Linked DNA regions of Mus musculus: region 1 is linked to region 2. The links are chromatin contacts, called in public promoter capture Hi-C maps. All regions are on one chromosome and are shown on one strand. The core of a region is the stretch at or near the end of the contact, and the rest is flanking DNA. Distances in the headings are between cores, read along the strand shown. Region 1 holds the start of Camta1 (calmodulin binding transcription activator 1). Region 2 holds the start of Dnajc16 (DnaJ heat shock protein family (Hsp40) member C16).

Region 1 (4,600 bases), core at 377-2,876, about 10 Mb after region 2:
ACAATTTGAGAAAATTAGAGAAAGTCAAGGTAACAGGCTCACTAAATATGGCTGACTGGGAAACAGGAGCCATAAGGAGGGTCTGAGTTCTCTCAGAAAAAAAAAAAAAAAAGAAGAATTGGGAAGTTTATTTCCAAGAAAGATTCAAAGACTTCTTGAGAGTGGGATGCATAAAGTCTGGTTCTTTCTGCTCAGAAGACAGGAATCAGAACACCAAATTCAAGGGCACTGGACCCTTTTCCCAGTGGGATAGTGTTAACTGGTGAAGGGTGCCCCCTAAGATCCAAGAGTGAACGGGAAGCAATAGATCCTTCTTTTCCTGCAAGAAACAAGTACTGAGGTCCCTTACACTCAAGTGGTAGGCACATCGGAAGTCCTGCCTGCCCTACATCTTACTGGGGCGCCCACCCTGGCCCAGACAGGGAACTCCAAGGAGAGAGGCAGACAGCTAGGGAGAGGAGCATTGGAGCGTCCGGTTTTCCCAACAAGAAAGAGGGCAACTCGAAGGGTGTTCAGGAAATGAGCTCACCCTAACCCAGGAAAGTGTACGGAAAGAGTACAGATCTGGAAGAAGTGTCTGCCTGCCTATTTAGAAATGACTTCAGAGCTGCACAGGGCCCCACAAGCCACTGGGTGAGCTAAGAAGGAAGAACATGGGTAGCCCCGAGTCCCCTTGTCCTGGCCAAAAAAAAAAAAAAAGATTAACCCAGCGTGCAGAGGCTCCGCGGCCCCACGAGAGTCCCCTCAAAAAGGGGACAGGCTGACACGGAACCCTCAGTGCTCGGAGAGGATCGGGGTCACGGAAGGTAAAGGGCATGGCAGTGTGGAGACCCCACCCTCCCGGTAGTGAGGGTGCAAGGGCAAGTGTGGAAGAGCATGCTGTGAGGGGCGGGGAGGCCGCGCGAGGACCCCGGCCCTGCTGGGGGAGGGGTCGCCCGGGGCCTCGGCCGAGGGGCGCTCGGCACGAGGGGGGCCCCCTGGCGGGGACCCGCGCGGGGACACCCCCCACGCCGGCGCTAGGAGGCGCCGCGCGGCCCGAGGGGGGCTGTGGAGGGGAACGTCCGGCCCTGACGCCGCTACGGCCGCCGGCACCGGTGCCCGCGAGCCCCCGCGGCCCGGGAAACTTTCCGCCCCGCGGCCCCCTGACACCCCGACCGACACGGCGGGGATGCCCCGGGCCGGGTGCGGGAGGCGTCGCGGCTTCTCCTCCTCCTCGCTGGGCCCGGCCCCCGCCCCGCGCGCCCCCCGCCCCGGCCTGCCGCCCCCGGGGCTGGGTGCGGGGCGCCCCGCTCGGCCGGCCCGCGAGTCACCTCAGGACTCGGCCGCGCTCCGCCCCCCCCACCCCGCCGGCGCCCTCCCCGCGCCCGCCGCGCCCCCGCGCTCGCGCCCCGCGCCGCCGATGCCCGGGATGTCCGGCGCGGCCCCGGGCTCGCCGTGTCGCCGCCACCCTGACAGCCCCGGGCCCTCACGCTCCGGCTCTCACCTTCCGGCTTGTTTTCGGCAGCCATTTCCCCTCCGCGCGCCACATCCTCCTCCTCCTCGCGACCGGGACCCCGAGCGCGCGCCTCGTACCGCCGCCGCCGCCGGCCCAGCCACCCCGCCGCCGCCGCGCACCCGCCCTGGCCCCGCCCCGCGGCCCACGCACAGCGCCCACTGGTTGGTGCGTCTGCCAGTCACGGCTCCCGCGACCAATCGGACCGCACCAGGGGTCTCACTACTCTCCGGGAGGAGCGTCCTATCCACCCTGTCCATTGGCTGATCACCACCGCACCGACTAAAGTGATTGGCCTGGAATCAACGCCCCCTCCCCACCCACTCCCGGGAAAACCCGCCCTCCAGACCTAAACAAAGCTTCCTAGTGGACAGAGGTCGAAAGGATGGCCCAATCAGGATGAGGCTGACACGGAATATTTCCTCGAGGCCGAGACGTGGTGTTTTGATTGGACGTCACTACAGTGTTTCCCAAGCCGTCCAGACCAATCAAAGGGGGTTCCCGGAACTCGGGAACGGCTGTGGGAAGCCCCGCCCCCCAGCGTGACCGTCATGAGGAAGGCGCTCGCTCATTGGTGTGCTGGGGCTTTTCCCGCGTGCTCCGGGAGCTGAAGGACGTTCCCGGGGAAGCCGCTGCTGGCGCGTGGGGGTCCCGGTGTCTTCGGAGGACACGCTGGGATCTCCGGGATCCCGCAGCCTGCGGCGCTGGCGGGGGGCGGCCCTGCCGGAGGGATACGTAAGGCACCGAGGCGTGCCGGTTCACAGCGTTCCCGAACCGTTTAGCCGAGAGTCGGGGCGTCGCTGCCCGACACGGGGGAGGGGCGCACCTCCCGGCAGACCACGCCCCTCGGCCAAATCCCGCCCCTTCCTGGCCTCAGCCCCGCCCCCTCGGCCGGCGCAGCGTCCCCGCGGCCACCCTACGCTCCCGCCTGCCTTGCGCTCCTCTGTCCCCTTTTCTAGCGGCTTAAAATACTGAAACTTTATTTTGGTCACGTTGCCCATGTGACCGGCGGAGCCGATGAGTCATAGGTGCCTGTCCCAGGCTGCAGCCGCGGATCTAGGGCTCGGAACGCTCGACCTCGGCTAGCCTAGCCAATCCCTCCCGGGCTCCCGGCGCTTCGGTCGGGTTCCAGCCGCAGCTCCGCGCAGCTCTCCTGCCTGTAGGTCCACACCGGAGAGATTCGCACGCCCTGCAGACACAAGCCCGGGCCAGAAGAGCTGCAAAGTACTGCGCCTTCTCGAGAGAAATCAGGGGCTCTGAACGTGGCCAGAAAATAGAGGAAAGGATGGAAGGAGAGAGGGAGGGGAAGGGCAGAGTGCAGGAATTCCGCACATAGAAAAATAAAAGGGAAGGAGAAGAGGGAGGGCAAACACCATGCAGGGATTCTGCAGGTGCACTGAAGGGAAGCGGGAGGGAAGGAAGGAGAATGCACTTTAATGAAAAGCAGCTGAGCTCCAGATCCTCTCTGTAAACTTGCACTGTTTGATTCCTCAACATTTTTTTCTCTCTCTCTCCGTTTGCTACTAGCAGAAACACTGAAAAGTCGATCGAGTGTTTTGGCGTTAGGATTGATCGTCAAAGCCAGTCTGTGCCAATCCTAACAACGTGTGGTCTTCTTATGATGGTCACCGTTGAGAATTGCTTAGGTTGTTCCAAAAATAAAGATGTCCCAAAAGAATGTTTTGTATTGTATACTCATTCTTCAACAAACTTTAATTTTATGAGCCTCAAAAAAAAAGGCGAAATTTTTAACAACCAGGGTACAGTATTTTATCGATTAGCATTCTTAATAGCACTAGTGTAGACGATTTGGGAGCGGAAACCTGCCTCTGGAAACGCTGGTGGCGTTGTAAGTTAGAATAACTCTTTCAAAAAGCAATTTCACAGTATGTATTAAAAGCCGTAAAAATATCTACATCTTTTGACCTAGTAATCTTACTTCTGAGAATCTGTTCTAAGGAAATAACTCCAAATTGGGTGTGGGGTTGCTCAGTGTGTGACGGTGTTCTTCACTAATCACTGTGTTTGTTACAACAAAGAAATGAACGCTGAAGGCTGGGGAGGTGGCTCCACAGTGAGAGGCTCAATCGGCTTTCCCAGGGGACCCCAGCCCCGTTCCCAGCACCCACACTGGACAGCTCAGAACTGCCAGGGGCTCCGGCTCTAAACCACCCGTGCTCATCCCTCATATATACCACATATACCTGTACATCCCTCATTCATACACATAGTTAAAAAAATAATAACGTATTTTTTTAAGTGGACACGTCCCAAAGTGCTAATGTTGGCTGTTTAACAGATAAATTGTCAGAAGTGGACAATCACTTATTGCTGGAGGCCCGGGAGATATTCAAGTTTTTGGTGTTCATTTACAAATATAACAGAATGACGGTACAGAATACTGCATTTGAGAGCTAAGGATGTGGCTCAGTCTGGAGAGTGTTGTGACTAGCATGGGCGAAGTTTTACATCCCATCCCCCACCCACCCACCGTATGAACCAAGCATGGTGGCACAGGCTGCTAACGCCAACACTCCGGAGCCGGAGGCAGAAGGGTCAGAGACAGTCAAGATCTCCTCCAGTTACAAAGCAAATTTATCTCAAAGGAGAGCAACACACAGACAGAGTGAGCATGCGTGCTTCATTTTATAAAAGACTGGCGCAATGTGTTTAAGAAATGGCATCTAGGAGGTTGAGACTATTACCTAACTGTCTCTATTTTTCTATAATATAGCCACAATACAGTTACATTGCATTTATAATTAAAGTTAAAATCCTGAGCTAGAGAGATGGCTCAGCAGTTTAAGAACACTGACTGCTCTTCCAAATGTCCTGAGCTCAAATCCCAGCACCCACATTGTGTTTCCTGTCAACAACCCCAGTTCGGGAGGATACAGCACCTTCTTCTGGCCTCAAAGGACATTAGGCACAAGGTATACATACACATATGCAAGCAAACCACTCAATAAGTTTAAGCCAATAGCAAGCCTGCACACACACACACACACACACACACACACACACACACACACCTGTAGTATCAGATACTCAGGAGCCTGGTACAAGAAGATCACTTAAGCACAAGGACTCGTGGCCTCCCTGTCAACA
Region 2 (4,339 bases), core at 401-2,900:
TGCAGGATCAGAACCAGAACCATCAAGAATCGCCAGGACACGCCCAACCTTTTCAATTCCATCTCTCTTCCTTCCCAGAGCTGAAATGATCAAGAGGTAGTTTTAAGTTCAAGAGACAGGAACTTGAATGGTCATGCTTCTTAAGGTAGGGAATAAAGATGTTCAAATGAGAGCTAAACACGAGATTTTTTTTTTTTAAGAGGGAATGTGTCAATCTAGTTGACCCTATCTTTAAAACAAAAAAGACCACTATTTTTGAATATCACACACAAGAACTATTATGAATTAAAAAAAAAAAGACAAGTCATAATAGATTAATAGATTAGAAAAGTCCTTTTAAAATTACTGGAAATGAATGCTCTGAAACAAGTGGTGACTCTGAGAATATATCTAGGATATCCAGGAGAGGATATCTCAAATGCACCATTTCATCTATCATAACAATAAACTTAAAATAATTGGCTTCAGAGTAGCTGAGAACGGGTCAAATTAGCTCACAAACTCATCATGATTTCTCATGTACTAAATTACATTCTAGGATCATTGTGGCATTTCTGGACACTAAATAGACATGAAAGTAAAACACCTTAAAATAACTGTGCATTAATATTCAGAAGTCTGCTATTATTAAGAATCCAGTTTCTTATCTAAAGAGAACAGGAAAGACTAGAAGAATAGGCACGGCTTTAAAATGTTTTAAACTACAACTCAGCTGAGGGGTAGAACTCAGTGTGGGTTTTGGAATAATCCTGGCTGGTTGATAAGGAGATAGCGTGGACCTGGAGATACACACACTCACACAGGGGGCTGTGATCTTTTATACCATATGCTGGTTTCATGGGTCCATTTATCTTGACCTCACAGTGTTTAGTAAGGTTCAGTGGCTGACACCTTACTCAGGGGGGGTGGATTTTGACAAGTGCAAGCCATAAACCCTGCTTGGGAGTCTTTATAAACAGTTGACCACTGTTTAGAACTGCACACATGCTAAGTAAAATCCACAAGCAAGCCAGTTCCTGTTTCTCTTTTAAGACAGCCTGTTCTGAGGTACTGGCTAAACTCACCCAGATTGGGGATCAGATTGCGGGGGTGGGGGGCTGTCCACCACCATTCTAGGACCTAAACCTGTGTTCTTGCTGATAGGGTGTGACTGAACACCAGCACCTAGCAGGATCTTTATGGGGATGGGGTACAGTAAAGTGGGTAAGGGGTTTACTAAGCAGAATCCACAGGCAGGGTGGGTGAAGTGTCTGCTGCGGGAGTGGGTGAGGTGGGGACAATTTTTGGCTGACGTTCTCCAGCTCCAGGGGGCCGGCCACAGGATTGGGGACGCGCTGGCCAACAGGTAGCCCTCGGCGTCCCCAAGCGCAGGCGGCGGAGGCTCCCCAGACGCTCCGCAGGACCAAGTCCCGACTCGGGCGCCCGCCCGGGTTACGACCTTCCGGGAGGCGGCCCCCTCCCCCGCCGCCCCGGTTCCTGTCGGCTCCCGGGGCCCCCCGGGGCCCAGCGCGGGCTGAGGACGCGGAGGATCTGACGGGAGATCCCCCAGCTTGCAAGGCCCCGCCACGCTCGCGCGTCAAGCCGGGAAGGAGTTACCGGGAAAGGGCACCGGCCCAACCGGCCGCAGCGTCCGTGCTCCAGTGAATCCGCCGGGGCCGGCGCTTCCAGTCCACACCAGAGAACCTGGGGAGGGGAAGGAGGCGGGGCCCAGGCCCGGGGCAGTCACGTGTCACTTAAAGACCCCACGCCTGCGACGCGCGCACAGACCGGTTTAGGCCGCACACGCGATGAACCTATTTTGGCCTTGACGGTCACCGTAGGCACCTGGATCTGGCGCAGTTGCTATAGGAACGGAGAGCGCTCTCTGGCTGGGTCTGAAAGCTTGCTCTTGACTAGCGAGGCCAGAACGTGCCTTCTAGCGAGGCGGAGTCGCTATGCATCACGGGATACCAGGAAGACCTCCCGGAACCGGGGAGGGGTTTCCACTGGTTGCCAGAAGATGGCCCACATCTAGCAACTGTTGCTAGGACGGGGACGCAGTCGCTGGTCCCAGTTCACTTTGACCCTATTCATAGAATCCTAGAGCGTCAGCGTTTGAGGCGACCTTAGGGATTCTTCCTAGTTCAACCTCTTCATATACTGAAGTTCGGAGAGGGCCAAAGACTTGCCCGAAGCTTAGAATCCAAGGCTCCAAATTCAGTACATCAACCCAAGGATGTTCTAGACTGGAATTTGGACAAGAACTGAGGGAAAGACGGGCGTGGTTGCGCACGCCTTTAATCCCAGCACTTGGGAGGCAGAGGCAGGTGGATATTTGAGTTCGAGGCCAGCCTGGTCTACAAAGTGAGTTCCAGGACAGCCAGGACTGTACAGAGAAACCCTGTCTTGAAAAAACAAACAAACAAGCAAACAAACAAACAAACAAACAAACAAAAGAACCGAGGGAAGAGGGCGTGGTGAATAAGGCTGACATTTTTTTTTTTTTTTTTTGCGCCCGTGACCAAGGGCTCTTGATGTATTTTCTATTCCATGCCTCGTGTTGAGTGAGTTCTTATGTAATCGGTTTCTAAAACACTTACCTAGCATGCTGTTTTTGTTGTTTGCTTTTGAGACAGGGTCTCACCGTGTAATCCTCGCTGGCCTGGAACTTACTAGGTGAATCAGGGTGGTCTCAAACTCAGGAGATCTGCCTGCCTCTGCCTCCTCAAAGAGTGCCGGGATTAAAAGTCTGCACTACCATGCCTGGCTCTCTCTTCTATACATTTAGTGTATATCGTTGTTCTTTGGGCTCTTTCAGGTAGAGCTCTTTCAGGTAAGCTCCTGCAGGTAGAGTCTCACACTTTTCTTGTTCAGCATTGTATCACTGTCTGCACAGACCTTGGTTTGTACAAGCTGCCAGTAAATATTTGAATAGTTAGTTGCAAAATAAATAAAAAATGAAGCTAAAGCCTATCATCGTCATCCCCCCCCCCCCCCCCGCCTCTCGTGCATGCTAGGCGAATGCGCTGTCGCAGAGCTGAATATTGGTCTGTGCCTAAGGCTTTGCTGCTCGAGTGACCTATACTATACCTGTGTTTTGGATTGATTTTCTGCACTGGCACCAGCAGACCAATTTGCACTCACTCATGTTTATTTTTACCAAGCTGAAACTAGGTTATTTAACAGTCTGAGAAATCAGGTGGCAGGGATAACTGCCAAATCCCCAAACAAGCCAGTTTTAGCCAACGTGGTGAATCTCCTTTACTTTGGGGCAACTAACCCCCTTTGAGTTTCTCATTACTGCTCTCCCCAGATTTCCTGTTTGTAAATTCACCTCAGCTGCTCCTCCCGAGTGTACATCCTATTTTATGGAAGGAAATGTTGACTGATGCCCAAATCAGGAAACAAGTGTAATATTATCGTTTGACATATTCCAAGGTGGATTCTTGGCTATGAGTCTATTCTGGTTCTGGTCACGCTGTGAGATCCCTGACACATGTCTACAGCTGTCATCAAGGAATAACTATATCCCTGTCAGGAATGTGGCATAAGGCTAGCAGAGAGAATAGCGTAAGGGGCTAGCACAATGCCCAATTACTTTTTTAAAAATGTGTTTAATTAGTTAATGCATATATGAGCACTCTGTCTTCATGCACAGAGGGAATCAGATCCCATTACAGATGGTTGTAAACCACTATGTGGTGGCTGGGATTTGAACTCAGGACCTCTGGAAGAACAGCTGGTCCTCTTTACCCTGAACCATCCATCTCTTCAGACCTTGTTCAATTACTTTTTTTAAAGATTTATTTATTTATTACATGTAAGTACACTGTAGCTGTCTTCAGACATCAGAAGAGGGTGTCATTTCTCAATACAGATGGTTGTTGAACCACCATGTGGTTGCTGGGATTTGAACTCATGACCTTCAGAATAGCAGTTGGTGTTCTTAACCGCTGAGCCATCTCTCCAGTTATTTCAATTACTTTTTAAGTCGTGGAAATAAGTGGTACAAAACTGAGAGAACATAGGATTAGATTCCTGGCAGTTTCTCTGGGGGAGGTGCTGAGGAGGGAAAGAGAGCGAGATCTAACCAATGAGCTTGGTTAGATTGAGGGCACGATAGCCCTGAAACAGCAGGCAGCAAGAGGTTTACTAGCCGCAGCGTTAGAAAGCCACAGCCAGCAAGGGACTTGAAAGATCTAGGACAAATGTCTAGGCGTGGTTTTCTTCCCTTTTCTCTCGTGATCCTTTGAGTATCTGTAGAAGTAGGGTCATTGTGAATTTTGGTAGAGCAATCGCCATGCGAGGGGAAAAGTTACAACTACCGCTAAGCAGAACCAGCAAATGGGAGCAAGATAGC

Evidence for each region. Promoter capture Hi-C pulls out the DNA fragments that hold promoters and counts their contacts.
Region 1: a contact with region 2 is called in a promoter capture Hi-C map of pre-B cells. The contact joins the promoter of Camta1 here to the promoter of Dnajc16 in region 2. A contact is called at or near these places in 1 of 39 promoter capture datasets (pre-B cells) and 1 of 484 Hi-C or Micro-C datasets (B cells).

What each region holds. Positions count from the first base shown.
Region 1 is chr4:151,860,142-151,864,741 of GRCm38.p6, forward strand. Camta1 (calmodulin binding transcription activator 1) reads right to left here and starts at 1,627. Exons shown (of 24, transcript NM_001081557.3): 1 at 1,484-1,627. The coding sequence starts at 1,528. All of the region lies in intron 2 of Gm42357 (a long non-coding RNA gene), which reads left to right. It overlaps 9230110K08Rik (a long non-coding RNA gene), which reads left to right and starts at 1,603. Exons shown (of 2, transcript XR_390981.3): 1 at 1,603-2,716; 2 at 3,023-3,170.
Region 2 is chr4:141,788,994-141,793,332 of GRCm38.p6, forward strand. It overlaps Dnajc16 (DnaJ heat shock protein family (Hsp40) member C16), which reads right to left and starts at 1,651. Exons shown (of 15, transcript NM_172338.2): 1 at 1,597-1,651; 2 at 1-80. The coding sequence starts at 62.